Linked DNA regions of Hordeum vulgare: region 1 is linked to region 2. Evidence: chromatin contacts called from public Hi-C data. All regions are on one chromosome and are shown on one strand. The core of a region is the stretch at or near the end of the contact, and the rest is flanking DNA. Distances in the headings are between cores, read along the strand shown.

The links. Hi-C and Micro-C count contacts between places; a contact is called where the count stands out from the background.
Region 1: a Hi-C map of leaf shows a contact between it and region 2, with 5 times the contacts expected there. The contact joins the promoter of LOC123408894 here to the promoter of LOC123413575 in region 2. A contact is called at or near these places in 4 of 6 Hi-C or Micro-C datasets (leaf and seedling) and 1 of 1 datasets of contacts at active chromatin or transcription factors (embryo).

Annotation. Positions count from the first base shown.
Region 1 is chr7H:215,303,825-215,308,701 of MorexV3_pseudomolecules_assembly, forward strand. It overlaps LOC123408894 (chitin elicitor receptor kinase 1-like), which reads left to right and starts at 1,304. Exons shown (of 11, transcript XM_045101925.1): 1 at 1,304-2,105. The coding sequence starts at 1,460.
Region 2 is chr7H:215,024,422-215,029,514 of MorexV3_pseudomolecules_assembly, forward strand. LOC123413575 (UPF0481 protein At3g47200-like) reads left to right here and starts at 2,236. Exons shown (of 1, transcript XM_045106510.1): 1 at 2,236-3,838. The coding sequence starts at 2,260. The coding sequence ends at 3,759. LOC123413574 (glycine--tRNA ligase, mitochondrial 1-like) reads left to right here. Exons shown (of 9, transcript XM_045106509.1): 5 at 1-225; 6 at 386-445; 7 at 716-796; 8 at 894-1,299; 9 at 1,530-2,143. The coding sequence ends at 1,765.

The DNA of each region.
Region 1 (4,877 bases), core at 54-2,553, 280 kb after region 2:
GGTTTCCCCACGCAGGCCTAAGAGCAGCCTTGATCGTTGAAACATGAAGAGTGTTAGGAGCCAAAACCTTCCCAACTAGCGCCCATGACAGACAGCCAGGGTAATCCTCGTCATCCTCCTCGAGAACAAACGCTGTAGGCTCCTGAGTTGTGAGATTGAGACGATCAAGCATAGCCGCCGCGTTGTCCCCCGCAGAAGATGATGCAGATTCCTTCGCAACTGATGCTTTACCCTTAGCAGCCTGATCCAAAACGCGGATCGACAAATCTCCTCCTGGCATTGAAGTACCACCAGGAACCGAAACTCCATAGTTCGCCTCCTCCTCCGCCATCTTAGTAACGACCACGCTCGACTGCGCGTAGACGTCGAAGATAGTAAAGTGCGGGAGCGGCGGAGAAACAGGAGAGACGGGATCGTGAGGATCATCGTCCCCAAACGTAGCCGAGGAAACTAGGGAAGCGCCGCCATCGCCGGCAAGATCGCAGGAGCCCTTGGTAACCGTACTTGTGGGGGTGTGGTGTTGTGTGTGAGTGCTTCCGTCGCTACACGCGCTTTCATAGTCGACGGATACGTCTTTTCTCATTGAATACATATCGTCGGAAGGCGTGGAATAAATCTCGTTGATTCTATTCCACATTTTCGATTTCGCTGTCTATTAAACAGACAAGCACGTCATGCACGCGTCTCAATCAGACAACGGTGCTAAAATAACAACTCTGATAAACCAGTTTCTCTTTCTCCCCCTCCCCAACACGCCATATAATTAGTGGATATAATTGGACGGGGAATGTCAAGCCAGCGAATGACGAACCACCGCATGAAACACCCGCCGTCCAGCTTTGCTCCAGATGGTAGTTCCAGAGCACAGGACGCCGCCGTCGGCGCCCAAGTCCCAAACAATCCCCGAAACGAATAGCTCCAAATGTCACCGGCCGACGTGCCGACGGCGGCCGGGGGAGGTTCCGGAGGCAGCATACATACAGTATATACATAAGTACCTCGAAGGGAGTTGCTTTGTCATGAATTATTCTACTACCACTCATTTAATCCAGAAGCGAACGTGTAATTACATTACAGTGGTGCAGCAGGTTAGAGCCTAAATACGCTTAAAAAGGGTTAGAGCCTAATCTCGCAATTAGCATTAGTACGCGTGAGCGCGACGGGGACATTTCGGCCGGATGGGACACCGCCCCGTGCCCGGCGGGACCTCAGGAATTTGTAGCACGCTCCGTTTGACCGCGCGGCGCTTCCCCGGCACGACCGCGTCCACCTCCCGCTGGCTGGCTGGCAGTGAAACGCCGTGGCCTAACCGCCGAGCGCCCGGTCGCGAGTCAATCAAACTCCCCGACGCGTCAGCGTCTTCTCCACCTCGCTAGTCGCTCCCAACCCATCCCCTCTGGCTACAGACTGTCGAATGGTGCCAAGCTTCTCCCGCCCCTCCCGCTAGGGTTCCGCTTCCATGGAAGCTCCGCTCCTCCGCCTGCTCCTCCTCCTCCTGGCCGCGGCGGCGGCCACCGCGGCGAGGGACGGCTGCACCTCGGGCTGCGACCTCGCGCTCGGCTCCTACTACGTCGCGTCCAACCAGAACGTCACCTACATCGCTCAGCTCTTCGGGTTCTCCGACTACCGAGTGCTCGGCAGGTACAACCCCGCGATACGCAATCTCGACTTCGTTGCCGCAGGGGACCGCCTCAACGTCTACTTCCCCTGCCGGTGCCTCGCCAGCCTGTCTGACCCGGCCTCCACCTTCCTCGCCGCCTCCATCCCCTACAAAGTCACCTCCGGTGAAACCTACACCAGCATCGCAGACAACTTCAACAACCTCACCACCCCCGGCTGGCTGGAGGCCACAAACACGTACCCGGCCAACAACATCCCCGACGTCGGCTTCGTCAACGTCACCGTCAACTGCTCGTGCGGCGACGCCGGAATCTCCACGGATTACGGCCTCTTCCTCACATACCCGCTCAGGGACAGGGAGACGCTCGCATCCGTCGCCGCCAACCATAGCTTCTCTTCGCCGGAGCAGATGGACCTGCTCAGAAAGTATAACCCCGGGATGGATGGTGTCACCGGGAGCGGCATCGTGTATATCCCAGCCAAAGGTGAGGCTTCGCAACTCCCTTATAGATTCAGCTGACTCAGCTGTGGCGTGCAGTTTCAGTTAGATTGAATTGAATTGAATTGAATTGGGGAATATTGGGAATCATATTCAAATAGTGCTGCTATTCGAATTGAAGTGTGGGGATTTCAGTTAAATTTTATCTTGGTATAGCTGACTGAAATGGAGGTGTATCGGGGATAAATTGTTGCTCTAGACAGGTGTGGTGTGCAGTTTCATGCTCAGTTGTAGAGTGATATTGGTACTCTGTTCAAAATTCGTCATGGCGTTATAAAATGGGAATTAAAAATCGTTTTGGGTTGTCAAATTCCAGCTATATTAATGTTTGTGGGTGTAGAATGGACCAATTGAGCTCTGATTGTGGTGCTGACCGCACATATTTCTTCCTTCATGTGCCATTTTGTTGCAACATGTTGATTACTATTGCTCCATGTTGCTGATTCTGTGGGTTGGGTCATGCCAATTCTGCATAGTAGACGATACCCCTCGTGTTGCCGCAGAATTGGATATATATAGTTTCTAAAATATTATGTAGAATACTAATTAAGTCCTTACATTTAAACTATGTGAGAAATTTCTGCATAAGCAAAAAAAAATCTTACCATGAAAAGTTGTGCATGTCACAATTAAATGCAATTTAATTAAAAGCCCACTTAAAATGCGCTAATGCATGTTGCATAGTAGATGATTCTCATGCGTAGATCAGACGGATGTTAGGTGATCAACCTAGTAAATCTATGAAAATGCTAAAAATCTTATGTCAGATTTTTGGCATGGCATGAAACTTTTTCATGGCAATTTATGTTGGCATGAGGTTGGAAAATCTAGTTGGCAAGCATGACAGTTTTCTGGCAAAAAAATAAACTGAGGCAGACTTGCCATGCTCGCCAACTAAATTTGCCACCCTCGATAAACATAATTTGCCATGAAAAACTTCCTATTTGCCATGCCTAAAAATCTGGCGTTTGCTGGATATTCGGGTCCTAAATCTAATGGCTACAACAATTTTGATGATGTGGATGCACGCATATTGAGATAATTAGAAGTAGTGGGGATCACTCTTTTAGGTATGTAGGATACGGTACCTCGGTAAGAAAATTGCCTAATATTTCCGTGGGGGGGGGGGGATAGACAATCTTTGCATAATTCGTGAATAGTGCTGCTATTCAAATTGAATTGTGGGGAATTCGGTTAAATTTTAGCTTTGGTTAGCTGACTGAAATGGGGGAGTATTGGGGACTAATTGCCGTACTAGGGAAGTGTGTTATGCAGTTTCGTACTCAGTTGTAGAGTGATACTGTTTTTGTTTTTAGAAAAGGAGGAATACCGCGGCCTATGCATCAGAGAGATGCATGCAGCCCTTTTATCAATGAAATAATCCAAACAGTCTGTGATCCATAACAAGCATGCACCGAGCTGAAAATAAAAGCTATTAGAAGTCAAAAAGAGCCACAATCGGCGAAAATAAGACTAGATGACTAAACACATATCCTGGACTGTCATCCAAACCGGTTGTAGATATCCCAAGCTACCATCTCCCACAGGACAGACATAGTAACCAAAGGCTCCCTGGTTCCGCAGGGGTGAGTAACGACCACATACGGATCCAAGCAGTGGCCCTGTAGATGACCTGCAAAAAAATTGTATGATTTTGTCTGTTAAACACCATGTCATTTCTGCAGTTCCAAATAGCCCATAGTAATGCACATATTCCTATCCGAATATGTCTCGCACTATTAGTATCTACTCCATTTAACGACGTCCCAAATAACGTGTGTATACTATCTGGAGGTGTGATATTAAAGGCTATATGAACTGAACGCAATAAAATCTTGGCCAGGGGACAATCGAGAAAGAGGCGTTTGATGGTTTCATCATGATCACAAAAGCTACATCTTTGACTACCCTCCCAATTACGTTTGGCCAAATTATCCTTAGTGAACAAACCACATGAAGACTTTGATTCGTAAGGGTACTTTGACCTTACAAATATGTATCGATTTTGGTATCGGATCTGAATCAATTAGGTCCAAATACATAGATTTTACCGAGAAGGTACCATTCATAGTTAACTTCCAATGGAGGCTATCAGACTCATCAGAGAGTTGTATATCCATCAACCTTCTGATAAGATGCTGTTAGGAAGTATTAGTATTAGTCTAGGAGTCCTTATTAGTCTATTAGTATTAGTCTAGAGTCCTTATTAGTCTATGTTTACTTTCCTTGCACCTCAAGTCTTGTGTAATATATATATGCTCCTTGGGCCTTCAATAAACATAAGTTGCTTTCCTAACATGGTATTAGAGCCTTAGGTTATTTTTTTTTGCATGCGCAACTCGTGCTCCGATCCAATCTCGTCTCCTGCCTGTTCCGATCCGGATCCCCTCCTGCCGGTCTTCATCAGGTCGCCGGATTCCTTCCCGTGGATCGAATCAGCCTGCAGTTCCCGTCCCGTCTCTTCCTGTGGAGCGCACCAGCCGGCAGTCCTCGCACCAGCCTGCAGTTCCCGTCCCGTCTCTTCCTGTGGAGCACACCAGCCGGCAGTTCCTGCTGCTTCTTGCCTCGATCCCGATCCGGATCCTCTCCTGCTTCTTCCTGCTGGATCGGACCAGCCAGCAGTTGCGCTCCATATATTGGAGCCTGCTGGATCCGATCTGACCAGCAGCCAGCCCTTGCGCCCAGATCTCCGCCGGATTGCTGCCTGCTGGATCCCGTCGCTACCAACTTCTGATCTCGTCGCCCGGATTCTCCTGTC
Region 2 (5,093 bases), core at 986-3,485:
GGAACTGTTAATAATGAGACACTTGGTTACTTTATTGGAAGGGTCTATCTTTTCCTGACACGTTTGGGAATTGATAAGAGCAAATTGCGCTTCAGACAGCATCTACCTAATGAGATGGCTCATTATGCCGCTGACTGCTGGGATGCGGAGATTGAGTGTTCTTATGGATGGATAGAGTGTGTGGGCATTGCAGATAGATCTGCATATGATTTAAAAGCTCATTCTGTAAGCCTATATCACATCCATGAATAATTTGCAGTTACTGATTTTAGTCCTTTGGACATGTTGGAATTGAAATTGAAGTAGCTCCTTTAATATATTTAGCTCCACTTTTCTTGAGTGTGCAACTAATGTTGATCATGCTTTCCTGATTGGTGTATCATAGGAGAAAAGTGGTGTTCCACTTGTTGCTCATGAAAAGTTTTCAAAGCCTAGAGAAGTTGAGGTGAGTTATCTACCGTCTTGATTCTTCAGTATTTTTGGAGTCACTAATAATGTACACCCTCTGTACAGCATCCCCCAGCGACAAATATTATGGTACAGAGGGAGTACCATTAAATAATGTGTGCTACTTGTTATGTTTTATTTTTGCTCCTTAAGTATCTTACAAGTTCATCAAGAAGCATTCTTTGATGACATTATTATAGTCTTTGCCCTTTAACGCATAATCAATTAGGTCTAGCATTAATATATCTGAATTTCCTTGCTGCTACAGAAACTTGTTATCGTGCCCTCAAAGAAAGACCTAGGGCTTGCTTTCAAGGGCAATCAGAAGATGGTGGTTGAAGCATTGGAGGTAACACATCTTGTGCTCTGTCTGCAGTTTCTTAGGCGTTTTATCCTGTCTATCAAAGTAGAAACTTTTGTTGTTGACTTTATTCTTGGACAATCAGGCTATGAGTGAAAAGGAAGCAATGGACATGAAGGCTGCATTGGAATCTAAGGGGGAGATGAACTTCCAAGTTTGCACACTTGGAAAGGACGTGGTGATTACAAAGAAAATGGTATCGATCAGTATGGAGAAGAAGGTGGAGCACCAGCGAGTCTTCACCCCTTCAGTTGTTGAACCCTCATTTGGCATAGGGAGGATAATCTATTGTCTGTTTGAACATTCCTTCTACACAAGACCTAGCAAATCAGAAGAGGAACAGCTGAATGTCTTCCGGTTCCCTCCTATCGTGGCTCCTATCAAGTGCACTGTGTTCCCGCTGGTAAAGAATCAAGAGTTTGATGATGCCGCCAAAGTGCTTGCTAAAGAATTAACAGCCGCAGGCATCTCACACATTATTGACACGACTGGTACGTGATATACCATATCGAGCAGGAAAATAGTTTCTCGACCATTACCTTTATTAGCTTCTCTTCTCTTAAATAAAGAAACTTAAAAAGCATTGGTTGTCATACCACGAAGTATATCATGCAATTTCATGATGGAAGATGATGTGGTTGAATAGCTGTCCAAATCATCATTGGACATAACACCAAGGATTACTAACTGCACATGCTCATATTATTATTTGCTTGTGAAGGCATTTCTATCGGGAGGAGGTATGCAAGGACGGACGAGATCGGTGTTCCTTTTGCAGTAACGGTCGATTCTGCAACGGAGGTGACGATCCGAGAGAGGGACAGCAAGCAGCAGGTGAGGGTGGGCATCGACGAGGTGGCATCGGTGGTGAAGGAGCTGACAGAAGGACAAAGCACGTGGACCGATATCTCATTCAAGTATCCCAGCCATATCGGTCCCCAAGCTGACCAGGAGTGAGTTGTCTGGCTACAGTTTGCACCGACCCCGTCCAGACCATCAAAACGTCATTCATCTTCCAGTTGCCCGGTTGAAACCGTACTGCTGTTGATGCGAGCTCTGTATGAATACTTGCTGCAGACGCCTATACATTTTGAGAATGTTTTACCATATACTCCCTCTGTCTCAAAATAACTGTCTCAACTTTGTATTAGCTTTATTATAAATTTGTACTAAGCTTAAGACACTTATTTTGGGACGGAGTGGAATTGACATCATTTTGAGTATTCCTTAAGGAGTAAGTTGTAATGAAGCTATTGAATTTTCAATCTTTCACCTACTTGTGGCATCTTTTGTGGAGAGTCAAAGATTTTTCAAGCCACCCATGTGTTGTTGGAAGTCTTGTTGGGTGGCTCCGGGTCTCCCACGCATTCTCCTCCAGTATCTTTGACGCCTGTTTAACACGGCCTGTTGCACGGACATCGCCATTGCCTCCCCAGCTGCTATAGGTGAAGATGGACCCCGCAGCCCAGCCACTGCTCGCCACGGCGGATCACGACGACGAGGTCACCGTTATGCCCGGGAAGGGAAACAAACACGCAGAGGCGGAGGAGATGTCCACGTCCATGCAGAGCAGGTTGGAGGAGAGCAGCACGGCCGTCGGCGAGGAGGCGGACGAAGAGATGGCATCCCGCATGCAGCGGCGCCTGGACGCGCTTCCGGGGAAGCCGCACGAGAGCGAGCCCTTCACCATCTTCCGGGTGGCGGGGCCCATGCGCGACCGCAACCGCCACCTCTACGAGCCGCAGATGGTCTCCGTCGGCCCCTTCCACCGGGGCGCCGCCCGCCTCCGCGCCATGGAGGAGCACAAGTGGCGCTACCTCCGCGATCTCCTCGCACGGGGCGACGCGCCGCTCGCGTCCTACGCCCGCGCCGCGCGGGACCTCGAGCCCGCGGCGCGCCGACGCTACGCTGAGCCCACCGAGGACCACCTCCCTCAGCGGGACTTCGCCGAGATGCTCCTCCTCGACGGCTGCTTCATCGTCGAGTTCTTCCTCAAGGGCGAGGACGGCGCCGCCGACGCGCTCATCGACGCCGCCTGGGCCATGCAGAACGTCTACAGCGACCTCTTCCTCCTGGAGAACCAGCTCCCCTTCTTCGTCCTCGAGCGCTTCTACGCCATCGCCACCGGCGGACGAGGACGCGACCACTTTGTCACCAGCCTCCTCGCCAAGTACCTCACCGTCGAGACCCCGCAGGATGCCTCCACGGCCACGCTCCCCGACGGCGAGATCCTCCACCTGCTGCACCTCTACTACCACTGGTTCCTCCCACCACAAGACGAGGGCGCCGCCGTCCCTCCCGCCGGTGGCGGCGACAGCAAGATGGCCGAGGACGAGGCGTTCAACGAGTGGCTGGCCAAGCCCATGGACGAACGCCTGCCGTGGCTGCTCCCCTCGGCGTCGGAGCTGGAGGACGCCGGCATCACGTTCCGGGCCAAGAAGTCGCCCCGGAGCCTTGTCGACGTGACCTTCCGCGCCCGCGACGGCGTGCTCGAGATCCCAGCCGTGGAAAGCTACACAAACCGCGCCATGTTCGCCAACCTCCTAGCATACGAGCAGAGCCGGGGCCGGTGGGAGCTGCAGCGGCTCATGAGCTACGTGGTGCTCATGGCGTCGGTGGCGGCGCACGGGCGGCGCGACGTGAAGATCCTGCAGCGGGCCGGGGTGTTCGTCAAGGGGGACGAGGAGACGGCGGCGTTCTACGCGCACCTTGGTGAGCTCTGCGGCGGTGCCGCCGCCGGCACGCCGGGTGTTACCAACAACTGCTACGCCGACATGTTCCGCGAGGTGAAGGAGTACTGCGGCCGCAGCTGGAACCGTCACCGAGCCGTGCTCGCTCACGACTACTTCAGCAACCCGTGGACGAGCATGTCCGCCGCTGCCGCCGTGCTCCTGCTCGTTCTCACCGTCGTGCAGACCGTGTACACCGTATTGCCGTATTACCACCATTAATCATCGATCCATCATCCTGGATTCATGCATGCACCGGGGAAATATCGAGTGATGCCACCATTGAAGTTAACTCTAGCACTCCTTATAAGTGGTCAAGCCCGTATAAAATAACGGACCGCACGATCCATCAACCGTGCGCGTCCGCACCGTTGGATCTCCATGCAATATTTTTTTCCTCGATGCAACAAAAATTCGATGCGATGTAGTAATTTTTTCAACGGTTGCAACAAAAAATAAAATTTATAGAAAAAAAAATATTTACGTGATCATAACAAAAAACGAAGCTGATGGTGCGTGGTAGCAAAAGTCAAACGCTGGTTGTAACAAATATTTACGTGACTTGCATGCAACTTTTTTAGTGAACGGTTGCAAGAAAAAATGATGCCGATTGTAGCAAAAATTAACACGGTTGTACCAAAAGTAAAAAACATCGATTGTAACGAAAAATCCGACGAACTGGAGTTGCAACCAAACATATATGCAGTTTTTTTACAGGATAAATGTAGCAAAAAAAATAACGCTTGGAGCAAAAATGACGCTGGTTACAACAATTTAAACGAAAAAATGTTGCATGCCCAGTCAGCGATCGCGCACAGCCCGCGCGCGACCGTCCGAACGGTTCGACCGATGTACCGGGTGAAAGCGTTTTCCTTAAAAGAGACCAAACCCGTAAATTTTTACATGCACGTGAGAATCCACCCCGCCAACCTTACCGTTTTGAAGGAAAAATTGAGGATGAGTTGTAAACCGGTCAATGCTAAGCGACAAGAGAATTCTATGCATACACGGGGTTTCCATGACCTTTAGTCATGGAACTCATCAGAATCAACAAGGAAATTCCGCCGTGCGCAGACGGGATCCCGTGACCTTCGACCATAGAACTTGCCAAAATCTCACCGAAAATGGGCATTGGCTGTTTTTTACATTCCAGTTTTTTAGTTTGCATATAAATTTTATTTAAAATCAAAGTATCTTTATTTTGATCAAACATGTAGACTTTTTTATTGTAAAAATGTAGTTAGAGCAACTTCAATGGGACGATCCATTTCGTTCACCGTCATCCGTTTGGGGGCGGACAAAACTGATGGCCCAACGCGCCGACGCATTGCCAAAACACGTCCGCTTCGCGTCCGCGCCGATCCATTTTCGGCCGAAATTTGGGACTGAAATGCGTCGGTGCACATGCGAAGTGTATGCGCGCGCCCTCTCGGTGTCCGCCCCAACCACCCGCGGTCAACATAATTTATGACGGCCGCCCTCCACGGGCCCACGCGTCAGTGGCCGCGGTCGACCTTTTTTAATCCGAGCATGCGTTGGGTTCCGGCTCATCTCCT